Linked DNA regions of Gossypium raimondii: region 2 is linked to region 1. Evidence: chromatin contacts called from public Hi-C data. All regions are on one chromosome and are shown on one strand. The core of a region is the stretch at or near the end of the contact, and the rest is flanking DNA. Distances in the headings are between cores, read along the strand shown.

What was found. Hi-C and Micro-C count contacts between places; a contact is called where the count stands out from the background.
Region 2: a contact with region 1 is called in a Hi-C map of leaf, with 2.9 times the contacts expected there. The contact joins the promoter of LOC105772966 here to the promoter of LOC105774026 in region 1. A contact is called at or near these places in 2 of 2 Hi-C or Micro-C datasets (both in leaf).

Annotation. Positions count from the first base shown.
Region 1 is chr6:45,931,617-45,938,043 of ASM2569854v1, reverse strand. LOC105774026 (probable methyltransferase At1g29790) reads left to right here and starts at 3,393. Exons shown (of 1, transcript XM_012596332.2): 1 at 3,393-4,961. The coding sequence starts at 3,616. The coding sequence ends at 4,728.
Region 2 is chr6:46,080,360-46,086,278 of ASM2569854v1, reverse strand. LOC105772966 reads right to left here and starts at 4,118. Exons shown (of 2, transcript XM_012594503.2): 1 at 3,868-4,118; 2 at 3,024-3,779. The coding sequence starts at 3,915. The coding sequence ends at 3,198. LOC105772964 (chlorophyll a-b binding protein of LHCII type 1) reads right to left here and starts at 5,329. Exons shown (of 1, transcript XM_012594502.2): 1 at 4,262-5,329. The coding sequence starts at 5,214. The coding sequence ends at 4,417. It overlaps LOC105772963 (LRR receptor-like serine/threonine-protein kinase FLS2), which reads left to right. Exons shown (of 2, transcript XM_012594498.2): 1 at 1-2,149; 2 at 2,422-2,929. The coding sequence ends at 2,786.

The DNA.
Region 1 (6,427 bases), core at 2,144-4,643:
CCCAACATATTGGCTATAGGCTCAATCATCTTTAGAGCATAAGCCTCCACTTATACCACAGCACATGAGTTGCATACGCATGGTCAGTGACTAACTCAGGATTTAGGTAAATCACACCATAAAGGTCACAAGTGAATTAATTCACAAATGGATTCGGAATTAATGCATCTTGGGTCTAATTCAATGTATCATTCTACCAATGAATACATCTATATCTCTACTTGTGGAGCCAACTGCTCCGATAGCCAAGACTAGCCATCTCCTTAATTGGAATTGTAGATGAAATAATAATCATTCTTAGTATTTGAATCAAATGCTCACTTTGATTCTTTTACGGGATTACAGACTCATTTAGATTATCTACTGAAGCAAGTTGTCTTTCTTGCAATGTAAACATTTTGTACAATGCCACTTATCTTCAGTTTGAACTTTAAACAATCAATGAGCTAATATTTGATTGTCACAATTTCATTATGCATACAAAATATAAAAGACATAATAGTGAAATGTGAAATTAACTTTATTTATTTATTCATCGTTCAAATAAATAGAAAACAGATACATGTTTACTACAATATGGGCACATTTTCCAATAAGATGAACAATCTGCTTCGAAGGTTGGTATGGAAAATCAAGGGTCTATTTTGAGTTCTTTCTATAGAGCTCTTTTGTGGGGGAGAAAACGCTCCCCCGCAATGATTTTTTTTAGAATCATGAAATTTGTATCCAAGGAATCTTGGGTTGTAGGGGCTCAAAGGCAAAAATAATCAAGTTGGCCTGAGGGTTGAAATGGCCAAAGAGAAAACGCTTCCTAAAGGACGCGTTTTCCATCCATATGTCTGACATGTTAGTGGAAAACGCTCCCTACAAGAAGTGTTTTCACTGCCATGTTAGATGAAAAAGCCACCTACAGGGAGTGTTTTCTCTCTGTCCATTTCAACCTCCAGGCCAACTTGATTGCTTCTGCCTCTAAGCCCCTTCAACCTAAGATTCTGAGGATAAATTTTATACATTGCAACCCAAGATTCTCGGGATAAAAAAAACCCTTTTACCTCGCCCCTTCCCATATATAAATACATGTTCCCAGACCCTTAATTCAATATCCTAAATTATTTTGTTTTTATTTTTCTTGTGTGTTGAAATTTCTAAGTTTAAATATTTATTTTTCTTTCGCTTTGAGTGAGACATAGTCATAGTTTTAAGTTATTTTTGGGTTCCCGATGATGTCGTAGAGCTTGGTAACCTACAAACTTCACCTATAGTGTAAATATAGAGCCATCACCTGAGAAGTTGGGATCACTTTGCAACTCGAGGTCCAAGTTGACGGTGATTATACCGTCTCAGGTTGAAGTGTAACTAAGGCTTCAAGTTTACAAAAGTTATGTTGTTAAAGGATGGAACATAATCGAGGTTGTAGTTAACGATGCTAATGCAGGCACCACAATGAGTTTCTCTTCATTAGAAGAGCATGCTTCATAAAACCCATACACAAGTGCGAAGAAAGAAAACATAAGAGGCTTTCCAGTATAATCAAGTAATTCTTGTTGTCCATATCCACCAAAGGCAGTGACCTTGTTAGTATAACCTGTTAAACCCCAATTCTGTCATAGGTTATAATAACAAGATCACTACCTTCGGTGATGATGGATAAGACTCATTACTTGATTATACTGAAACGCCACTACGCTTTTCTTCTTCGTACTTGTGTTTGAGTTTTATAAAGCATCCTCTTCTGATGAAAAGAACTCGTTGTCGTGCCTACATAACCACCATCAACTACAGTCCCATTTATGCTCCATCCCTTGATAGCCGAGTTATAATTCAACCCGATACCGTATAATCACCGTCAACTGGGACCTTGAGTTACAACGCGATCCGACTTCCCGGGTGATGGCTCCATACTCACATGGCAAATGAAATTTATAGGTCACCCAACTCCATGGCACCATCGTAAATTCAAATATTTCTTAAAACTATAACCATGTCAATCTCAAACATGGGCAAAAGTAAATCTATAAACTTCTAATTTCCAACTGCTAAAAAAAAAATTTAGCTAAGTGAAAAGTTGCCTTGTAAGACGCATTTTCCTTTCTCTTTATAAAAATAAAGTAAATCAGTAAATTTTGAGAAAATCAACATAATTTTTCAAATATTTTTTTTCAACATATTTACATAAATCAACCATCCAACTCCATTACTGTAAAAAAATCTATAAGGAAGGTCCTTGAACCTTCCTACTTGACACGTGTTCAGTTTCCTTTTCTTTCTTTTTTTATATAATATTGGTCGAATATCACTTTTAGTCCCTCTACTTGACACATGTTTAAACCTTCTCTTTTCTTTTTCCTTTTTGCATTTTACAGAAAATTGGTCAAATATCATTGTGGTTCCCCTCTAGGCCTAAAATTAAGATTTAATCTTTATATTTAAATTTATACAATAATTTGATCTTATTTTTTTTATAATGTTTAGTTCAAATAATTACTCTCATAATTTTTTATGTGAATTCTTTTAAACAAAATATTATTCTAATAAAAAATTATTTTAGCATGATGATTTGGAATAAGTTCTTTTTAAAATATTCATATCGGCTATCAAATTTATTAACCGTGCTAATTATTTAGATTAACTAATGATATGATTTTTCCTCCTTTTAGTCATTATAAGATAATAGTAAAATTTCAGTTTGATCTCTCTACTATCCTCATATATGATATTTAGTATTTATATTTTAATTTTACATAATTTGGTCATTGCTTATTTAATGACATTAGTTAGTCCATATAATTTACATACTTATATGTGATAGTTATCTTATTATTTTACTATCATATCCTAAAAAATTTATTTGTAGTTGAAAGGCTAAAGGTGATTATTTTCAATTTTGATTTTTATACTATGCTCAAATTTAAGATTTAATCCTTATACTTCAACTTCTTGACATAATTCGCACCTCAACTTTTACAAGGTCATTGATTAGCCTGATTATTTTTATTTTGATTAAAATGATGATGTAATATTTAAAAGATGTTAATACCGTTAAAATTATATATTAAATTCACGTCCATTGCAATACTCTTTTATTGTTTCATGAATACAATGCGAGTACTTTTTAAAAAAATTAAAATGTCACTTTAGTGAATTTAATAGAAAATTTTAATGAAGTCAACATTTGGAATTGAATTTTTTAATTTGAGAAATAGATGAACTAAATACGAGTGTCGAAAATAAATAAGTAGGGTTGAATTGAGAAAATAATGAGTTGAGAAACAAAAACTAAATGATTTCTTATCCTTAAAAAGTAATAATTTCGTTTAGTGGCTTGAAAATATATAAAGAAACTTTGGTTAATTGAATGAACATCTCCACATTCAGTGATAGTAAAGGAAGAAAATCTTGTCTTAATGAAGATGAGATGGTGACCCACCCGAAGTGTAATTTGTGAGTACGAGTAGAGATGTTGACCAAATTGCATTGACAAATATAGTAAGAATTGCAACAAAACACCCTTTTCCTTTTTGTTTGGATTCCAGATTCAATCTCCCATGTGAGAGCTGATGAAATTCGAAACAAGAGTAATCCAATCATTGTTGTAAGGAGGAAGAGCGCAAATCAATGGCTTTCACCATGGGCTTCAACTTCCTCCTCCTCTTAGCCATGGCGGCTACCAACCTACTCTCCCTTTACCACCTCTCTTCAACCTTCCAATCTCCCAAACCTTCTCCCCCTGTCCCTATCCATATCCCTCAACACCTCCTTCGCCACCTCAACGACATACGCGCCACCATCAATCACCTCACTGCCTCCACCTCTGATTCCAAACGCACTTCCCCCGTTCCCCATGATCTCATCCTCCATTCCCAAGTCGCACCCATCGCTTCTTCCTGCCACCGCCACCCGTACCTTCTCCGTAGATACATGAATTACACTCCTTTTTCGACTTGCCCTTATGATCTCGACCTCCAAGAAACGCTTATTCTCAACGGCTGCCACCCACTTCCGCGGCGGCGTTGCTTCTCTAAAACCCCGCCAAAACCCACTTCTTCCCTTCCTCTTAACCCTTTCCCAACTGCCCTGCCCGACTCCTCTGTCATCTGGACCAAATACTCCTGTAAATCTTTTGCCTGTCTTTTACAAAACAACCCCATAGACTTCGATCTCAACGCCCGACGCTCATCCCTTCTAAAATACGCTTCCGAGCTCGACCTTCCCGTTAACCGGTTCATGCAATTGGCTAAATCAGCTAACTCTGTGATCCGTCTTGGCATTGACATAGGCGGTGGAACTGGAACCTTCGCTGCTTTGATGAAAATTTTCTACAACGTCACGATGCTGACCACCACATTGAACGTCAATGCGCCTTACAGTGAAGCCGTGGCAGCAAGAGGGTTGGTGCCTTTACACGTGCCGTTGCAGCAGAGGCTACCGGTTTTCGACGGGACGATGGATCTGGTCCGGTGTGGGAGGGCAGTGAACCGATGGATACCCTTGCCGGTGATGGAGTTTATGTTTTATGATGTGGACAGAGTGTTGAGAGGAGGTGGGTACTTGTGGTTGGATCGGTTCTTTAGTAAAGCAATGGATCTAGAGGAAGTTTATGAGCCAATGATTGGGAAACTTGGGTATAAGAAAGTGAAGTGGGCAGTGGCTAATAAGACTGATCCAAGTGGTTTGAAGAATGGGGAAGTTTACTTGACTGCTGTGCTGCAGAAGCCTGTTTCAAGGTGATGATTGGGGGTTTAAGGTTTGAGTATTCATTGAATTTTTTTTAGGTAATTAATTGATTAGCTTCCACTTCTCTAATTTTGCTTGAATTTGTGAAGCACATTTGGGTTAGGCTGCCATATTCATCATTTCATTGCGTGTTTATAGTGAAATGACATGATCCTATCTAGTATTACAATACTGTGAATTGTTGTTGTTTAAGGTCATAATGAATGAATGTGTTGCTTTTCTGTCTATACCGAAATTTGAGCTAATGCTACAAGTTTTCATATCTCAATCTTAGCCTTTGCATTTGAACTTGTAATTGATTCAACAATCCCTTCTGTTTTTGCGTGTGTTTTGAGGATATGTTGCTGTAATGGTCTGAGTTAGGTGAAAGTATCTTTGTACTAGAAGGCGGATTATATTTTGTCACAACTTAATCAACTATTAAAAACTAGCCTCTGTATGTCAGAATAAAATACATATGGCACGTCACGTGTAACTCTGGTTATTTCATTAGTCATGTCAGTTTTAAATAGTAAAAATAGATGAAATTTTTAACAGAATAATCAGTTTGCTCTTTGATCTAACGTACAAGAACTAATTTGTCTATTTTTTGAGTAAAGGGAGCAAAATGCAATCTGATTCTTAATACAAAGGCTTCTATGGTACTTTTACCATCTGAGTTGAGGTCATAATATTTGAGAAGGCCTTTTGATATAAAGCTACGCCATAATCCACTCTCGTTTCCATAATGTCCTACTTTCCAACCTATCTGATGTTGATTTGCGAAACCTGAATGGTACTTGGCATTTCATACTGTTGAAGCTTTGCCTTTTATCTCTTCTTGACTCTGTCCTTCATCTAAAATTGTATAAATTTGCTCTATTCTCGCCTATGTTACCTAGACATGGGAATTATACCTCGATCTTTTTAATATATATTCAGTGAAAGTATACCTCATACTCATATTTGAATACCCATAATATGTTGAGCAATACCCTTGAAGGAAATTGGATAGTTTCCCATTCCTAGTGTAGAAACGCGAGAACATGATTGTGATGATATGATATTATTAGTAGCGTTGAGTTGTGTTATTGAAAAGTGAATTGTATGGCATATGTACTGAATAAACCAACCATTTGGCATCGAAACTTGGGTCAGTGATTTCCAGAGTAGGACTGTATAAATTTCAACAAGTTTTATGGGTGGAAGCTTCAGAACACATATCTCTGCACCAGAAAAGCATGTAAATGGTAAGGCTTCTTCCTTTGGGGTTATCAGGCTAAACTGATTCTGGTTTACATTATTGATTGTAACCAGTGAATTTCCAGATATTGATGTCGGATCACTGTTGCACTTGGTGTTTATTTGCTTCCACTGATGTGGATTTTTGTTTTATTTTTTAAGGAGCTTCTTAATGTTTTTAAGATTATAGATGTCATAAGTGATAGGTGCAACGCATTTGGTTAAAATTTTGGAGACGATATTATTAGGGGTATTTTGGAGACGATATTGTTAAGGAAGGGAGTAACCACGAAGGTCAAATATGAACTGTAAAACGAATAAAGAAAATAATTATAGAGAGGTCAAATATGAACTGTAAAATGAATAAAAAAATAATTATAGAGAGGGGGGTTTTGTAAAATCACAAGGTTGTCGTGGTGTCGTTCATTTATTTAAACATTATTCTGCCAGTGAAATTAGTGTGGAATAATGG
Region 2 (5,919 bases), core at 2,869-5,368, 150 kb before region 1:
GATGAGGTTGGGTCTTTGACCTCGTTACAAGTACTGACCCTGCATTCCAATAAGCTCAAGGGGGAGATTCCTTCATCAATAACCAACTTGACAAATTTGACATATTTGTCAATGAGCTACAATTCCCTCACAGGAAGACTTCCACAAAATCTTGGATTGCTTTACAATCTAAAGAACTTGAGCCTGGAAGTCAATCATCTTGAGGGATCAATTCCCCCAAGCATTGCCAATTGTACCCATCTAATGTATATATCTTTGGGGTTTAATAGGATAACTGGGAAAATTCCATCAGGTTTAGGACAGTTGCCAAATTTAACACGTCTATCCATAGGGCCAAATAGGATGTCAGGTGAAATTCCTGATGACCTCTTCAACTGCTCAAATCTTCGTCTCCTAAGTATAGCTGAAAACAATTTCACTGGATTGTTAAAACCAGATATCGGCAAACTCTATAATCTCCAGGTTTTGAAAGCTTCTTTCAATTCATTTGTAGGGTCAATTCCACCAGAGATTGGCAATTCAAGCCAACTCATGACCTTGACCCTTGCAGGAAATGGTTTCACAGGCCGAATTCCACCAGAAATATCAAAAGCCTCTCTCCTTCAGGGGCTCTCACTGCATGACAATGCTCTGGAAGGTGCCCTACCTGAGAGACTATTTGAACTGAAGCAGCTAACTTATCTAGACTTGCAGCACAACAAGATAACAGGTCCCATTCCAGATGCTGTCTCAGAGCTTGAGTTTCTTACATATCTCAACCTCAACAACAACAAGCTCAATGGGTCCATTCCAAATAGAATGGACCGTCTATATCGACTTTCAACATTGGATCTCTCTCACAACCATCTCAGTGGATCAATTCCCAAGTCCATGTTTGCAGGGATGAAAATGATGCAACTGTATCTAAACTTCTCCTACAATTTCTTAGATGGACGTATTCCAGACGAGCTAGGGATGCTGGAAATGGTACAAGCCATTGACATCTCAAACAATAACATTTCAGGAGTCATTCCTACGACACTTAGAGGCTGCAGAAATTTGTTTTCTCTAGATCTTTCAGGAAATAAACTTTCTGGTATCATCTCTGCTGACGCTTTTGCTCAATCGGGTATGCTTAGAAGCTTGAACCTTTCAAGAAATAAATTAGATGGTGAAATTCCGGAGAACTTGGCAAAATTGAAGCATCTAAGCTCACTAGACCTGTCCCAGAATCAACTTCAGGGTCATATTCCTGAAAGCTTCACCAATAGTTCCAGCTTGAGGCATCTAAATCTTTCATTCAATCAACTTGAAGGCCATGTTCCCGAGAATGGCATATTCAAAACTATCAACATGTCAAGTTTGGTAGGAAATAGAGCTCTCTGTGGAAACACATTTCTCGGGTCGTGCAGCAAGGGAAGTTCAAATCGGTTTTTGAAAAAGGCAATAATAATTCTCAGCATACTTGGATCTGTTTCTGTAGTGCTGACCCTAGTGCTAGCCATTTCATTCCTCCTTTGGCGTGCCAAAGAGAGTAACCCAGTCAAGTTGGAAAATCCAGAACCAGAGTTTACAGCAGCAGTTCTAAGAAGGTTTGATAAAGAGGAGTTAGAAAATGCTACAAGCTCCTTCAGCAAAGATAACATTATTGGAGCAAGCAGTTTGAGTACCGTGTATAAGGGTCGGCTGGAAGATGGCCAGCTGATAGCAGTAAAAAATTTAAATCTGCATCAGTTCTCCAAAGAATCTGATAAGAGCTTTTACAGAGAAGTCAAAAACTTGAGCCATTTAAGGCACAAGAATCTGGTCAAGGTACTTGGGTATGCATGGGAAAGTGAGAAGCTGAAGGCTGTAATTCTTCAATACATGGAGAACGGAAGTTTAGAGAGTGTTATACATGGCTCCATGATGGATCTTCATATCTGGACATTATCTAAGAGAATTGATCTTTGCATTTCAGTTGCTAGTGCATTGGGTTACTTGCATTCTGGTTACGATTTCCCCATTGTGCACTGTGATTTGAAGCCTTCCAATATACTTCTGGATGGTGATTGGGTCGCACATGTAAGTGACTTTGGAACAGCTCGCATGCTGGATGTCCATCTCCATGACGGAAGTAGCCTTTCTTCAACATCAGCATTTGAAGGCACTATTGGCTACTTGGCACCAGGTAATCTTCAATTATTCCAACTTATTAAGCACTCATCCATTTCTCTTATGTGCCAGAAAAATTTCCAACCCTGCAATATTTTCAATAAGCATCTTGAGAAAAGATATGGTCTCCCATGTTGCATGTAGTCTAGTTTCAACTATTCTAACACTAGAATTCCTTCATATCTTTGAATGGATCAAGTGATAATCAAATGACCATGCTTAAACAATTACATGCTTATAAACTTGCTGAGAAATGGATTACTGAGACATTACTCTGCCCTCATTCAGAATTTGCATACATGAGGAATGTCACAACTAAAGTGGATGTGTTCAGCTTCGGCATAGTCGTCATGGAGTTCCTAACAAAACAAAGACCAACTGGACTAATGGAAGAGGATGGACTACCAGTCAGTCTCCGTCAACGAGTTGAGAAATCCCTTGCTACTGGAACCAAAGGAGTCCTTCAAGTTTTGGATCCTATGCTAGCTTCAAATGATTCCAATAAACAAATGGAAGCAGTGGAAGAACTTTTCAAGCTAGCCTTGTTTTGTACCTCCCCTAATCCTGAGGAAAGACCCAACATGAACGAGGTTTTGTCTATCCTTTCGAAGCTAAAAGCAAATAACTATGAAAATGTGGCCATAATCTCATGAAGAATTGAGCACCCTGCTGTGTTGGAGAAGCATAACTGCAGACTCCATTCGATTCTAATGTATTGGAAGGATAAATATATGTAATAGCAGTTACTCTTCACAAGTGAGAAATGAAAAAGATTGCATCTTTGTTTTTGTCTTTAGGTTTTTGGCAATTAACCAATTAAAAGTATATATATCAGCAAATCTAAATAAATGTACAAACTTATATATATCATGTATATAAATTTTTGGAGATTAACCAATCAAAAGTATATATAAAAGCAAGTCCAAGCAAAATGTACAATTATAAATCAGCTAGTCCAAAACAAAAGAAAGTATTTTTATATTACCATTACCTTCTGACATTAAATGGTGATATGCAAAAGAAGAAAATCCATTGAATAAGAATCCTAGTAATGTCTCAGACTGTCAGTCTTTAGGAGGGTCAATCTTTAAAAATTCATCTATAATTGAAGGAAACTCCAGGGTTTGAAACCCAGAATCATCAGCACTCTCAAAAGCAGCTTTAGCCATAAGCAAGAAAGCCAACCTCAATGGCTCACTACCATTCCTGGAGAAATATCTAATCCAACCTTCCAGTCTTTCCACTTCTTTGTCACACTTTGGCCCTTTAACACCAACAATCTTCTCATAAAATCCACACTCACATCCACAAGAATTCCCTCCACCCACAACAGTTTTGTGCTTCTCTCTTTTCTGGGTTTCTCCCAGATTATCCGATAAACCCAAAAGCTGCATCAAATATTCGATATCATCAGTGTCTTTGCTTGTTGTGGGGGAATGTGGGGGATTAATCTGAGGTTGGGTTTCATTTGTAGAAACGGACTGAGGTGAAGAAGACATGAAAGCTTGAGGGGGTTCGCTGTTGGTTATGTTGGTGTTGGAAGGGTGGGTTAAGTGCAGGTAAAATGGGGTGCTTAAAGATTGAGTAGGGACATGGGGTTGTCCTGAATCTGGTTGGTCTTCTTCTAGTTTCAATCTTTTTTCAACCTGTAAGAATTTGAGGAAACGAATTCAGATAATATAAAAAGGCATGCACATATTTGTATGTAGCCATATACGATTGAATAATGGATACCTGTTTGAGAGATGAGAAGAAATTGCAGTGTAGAGATGGCGGTCGCATTATGCAAGTTTCTTTGTTCCTTTCTTTCTTCCGGCCGGATGCAAGCTTGGTCCCTTGCTATGCGCCTTTGCTTTCCAAATCACTGATTTTAACTACATATTTTTTCAATAATTTATTAAATTAAATAATAATTAATTTTAAATTAAAATTTTATTAATTTAAATAACCATATGAATTAATATTTGATACACCAATAATTTTAAAAAATTTTCATTTGTAAAATTTAAAAATATTACTGACAGTATACCAAATGGTATTACAACACCATAATTAAAATCTTTCCAAAAGCATTACAGATTTTGAGAATTTACAAATAAAAGTACACCAACCAACTAAAAACATGCGATGAAACAAGTGATAATCCTGGAAGTTTTCCCCATTTCTTGAGCTTTTTGAACGAAATTACAGAGATAAAATTCACATTATTCTCTCTCATTGATTTGCGACAATTTTAAACCACAAACACAACAAATAACATCACACACAAATCATTCTCTAGCCTCACTTTCCGGGGACAAAATTGGTGGCATAAGCCCAGGCATTGTTGTTGACAGGGTCGGCAAGATGGTCGGCCAAGTTCTCCAATGGTCCCTTTCCGGTCACTATGGCTTGGACGAAGAACCCGAACATGGAGAACATAGCCAATCTCCCATTTTTTATCTCCTTGACCTTGAGCTCAGCGAATGCCTCTGGGTCATCAGCGAGACCCAATGGATCAAAACTACCACCTGGGTACAATGGATCAGTCACCTCACCAAGAGGGCCACCAGCAATACGGTAACCCTCCACAGCTCCCATCAATATTACTTGGCATGCCCAGATGGCCAAGATGCTTTGAGCGTGGATCAAGCTTGGGTTCCCCAAGTAGTCAAGTCCACCCTCGCTGAAGATCTGAGATCCAGCCTTGAACCACACGGCCTCGCCGAACTTGACTCCATTCCTAGCCAAAAGCTCAGGGAAAACACATCCCAGAGCTCCCAACATGGCCCATCTGCAGTGGATGACTTCTAGCTCACGGTTCCTAGCAAAGGTCTCTGGGTCAGCTGAAAGTCCAGCAGTGTCCCAACCGTAGTCACCAGGGAACTCTCCGGTCAAGTAGGATGGAGGCTCACCGGAGAGTGGACCCAAGTACAAAACTCTGTCAGGGCCGTACCATGGGCTTCCAGAGGCAGCAGGCTTGGTGGCAGTTTTCCTCATGGAAACACGCCCATTGCCCTGGATTTTAGGAGTGGAAGGAGAGAACTTGACAGCCTTTCCGGCAAAGGATGGGGAAGAGAGGGCCATTGTTGCCGCGGCCATTGTGATTGTGAAGTGAGAACTTTTCTTGGGTGATGGAAGGTTTTGAGAATGATAGAAAGAATGCAAATACTCAAGGTTTATATAGGGAGTTTTGAGAGTAGAGATTCCGTAATCCCCTCCTTATCTATGCAGTATCTCTCATTTCATTGGGTGCTGAAGATTTTTATATTGTTCTTGCATGCCCGCTTAGCACTCTTTCACTCCACACATTCTCCTGGCAAATGTTTCGGAAATTTCTGTAATTCATTAGATTTGAATGCACAGTTTGACTCGTATTAAATTAACAGCCCTTCCACAATTTTCATGAGAAATACATTCATTTCCAAAGAGAAACTGAAGTTTGTGATGTTGAAATCATGGCAGCATAATAAAAATTACAAGAGTTTGAGTGGCTCATAAGATATAAAGCATCTCTGCAGAAGAAAATTCTTGTTTTTGCAACTGCATCTAAACACTTTGAAGTTGATAAGATTTAAGTTTATGGAGCAATTATGGCATCACATAAGAACTATAGTTTATTTAAATTAATTCCATATAATTTTCATTAATTTCAAGTAGTTTTTTATATTTGCAAGTTCATGCTGCTTTTTTTCCGGCTATCCCACCAAGAAGGGACGATTTAATTACTATAATTTGCTTCTGTTGCACTTAAGCCCATAGATACCTGTCCAGTTCAGATCAAGGTTAGAAAAGTTACAAAAAATA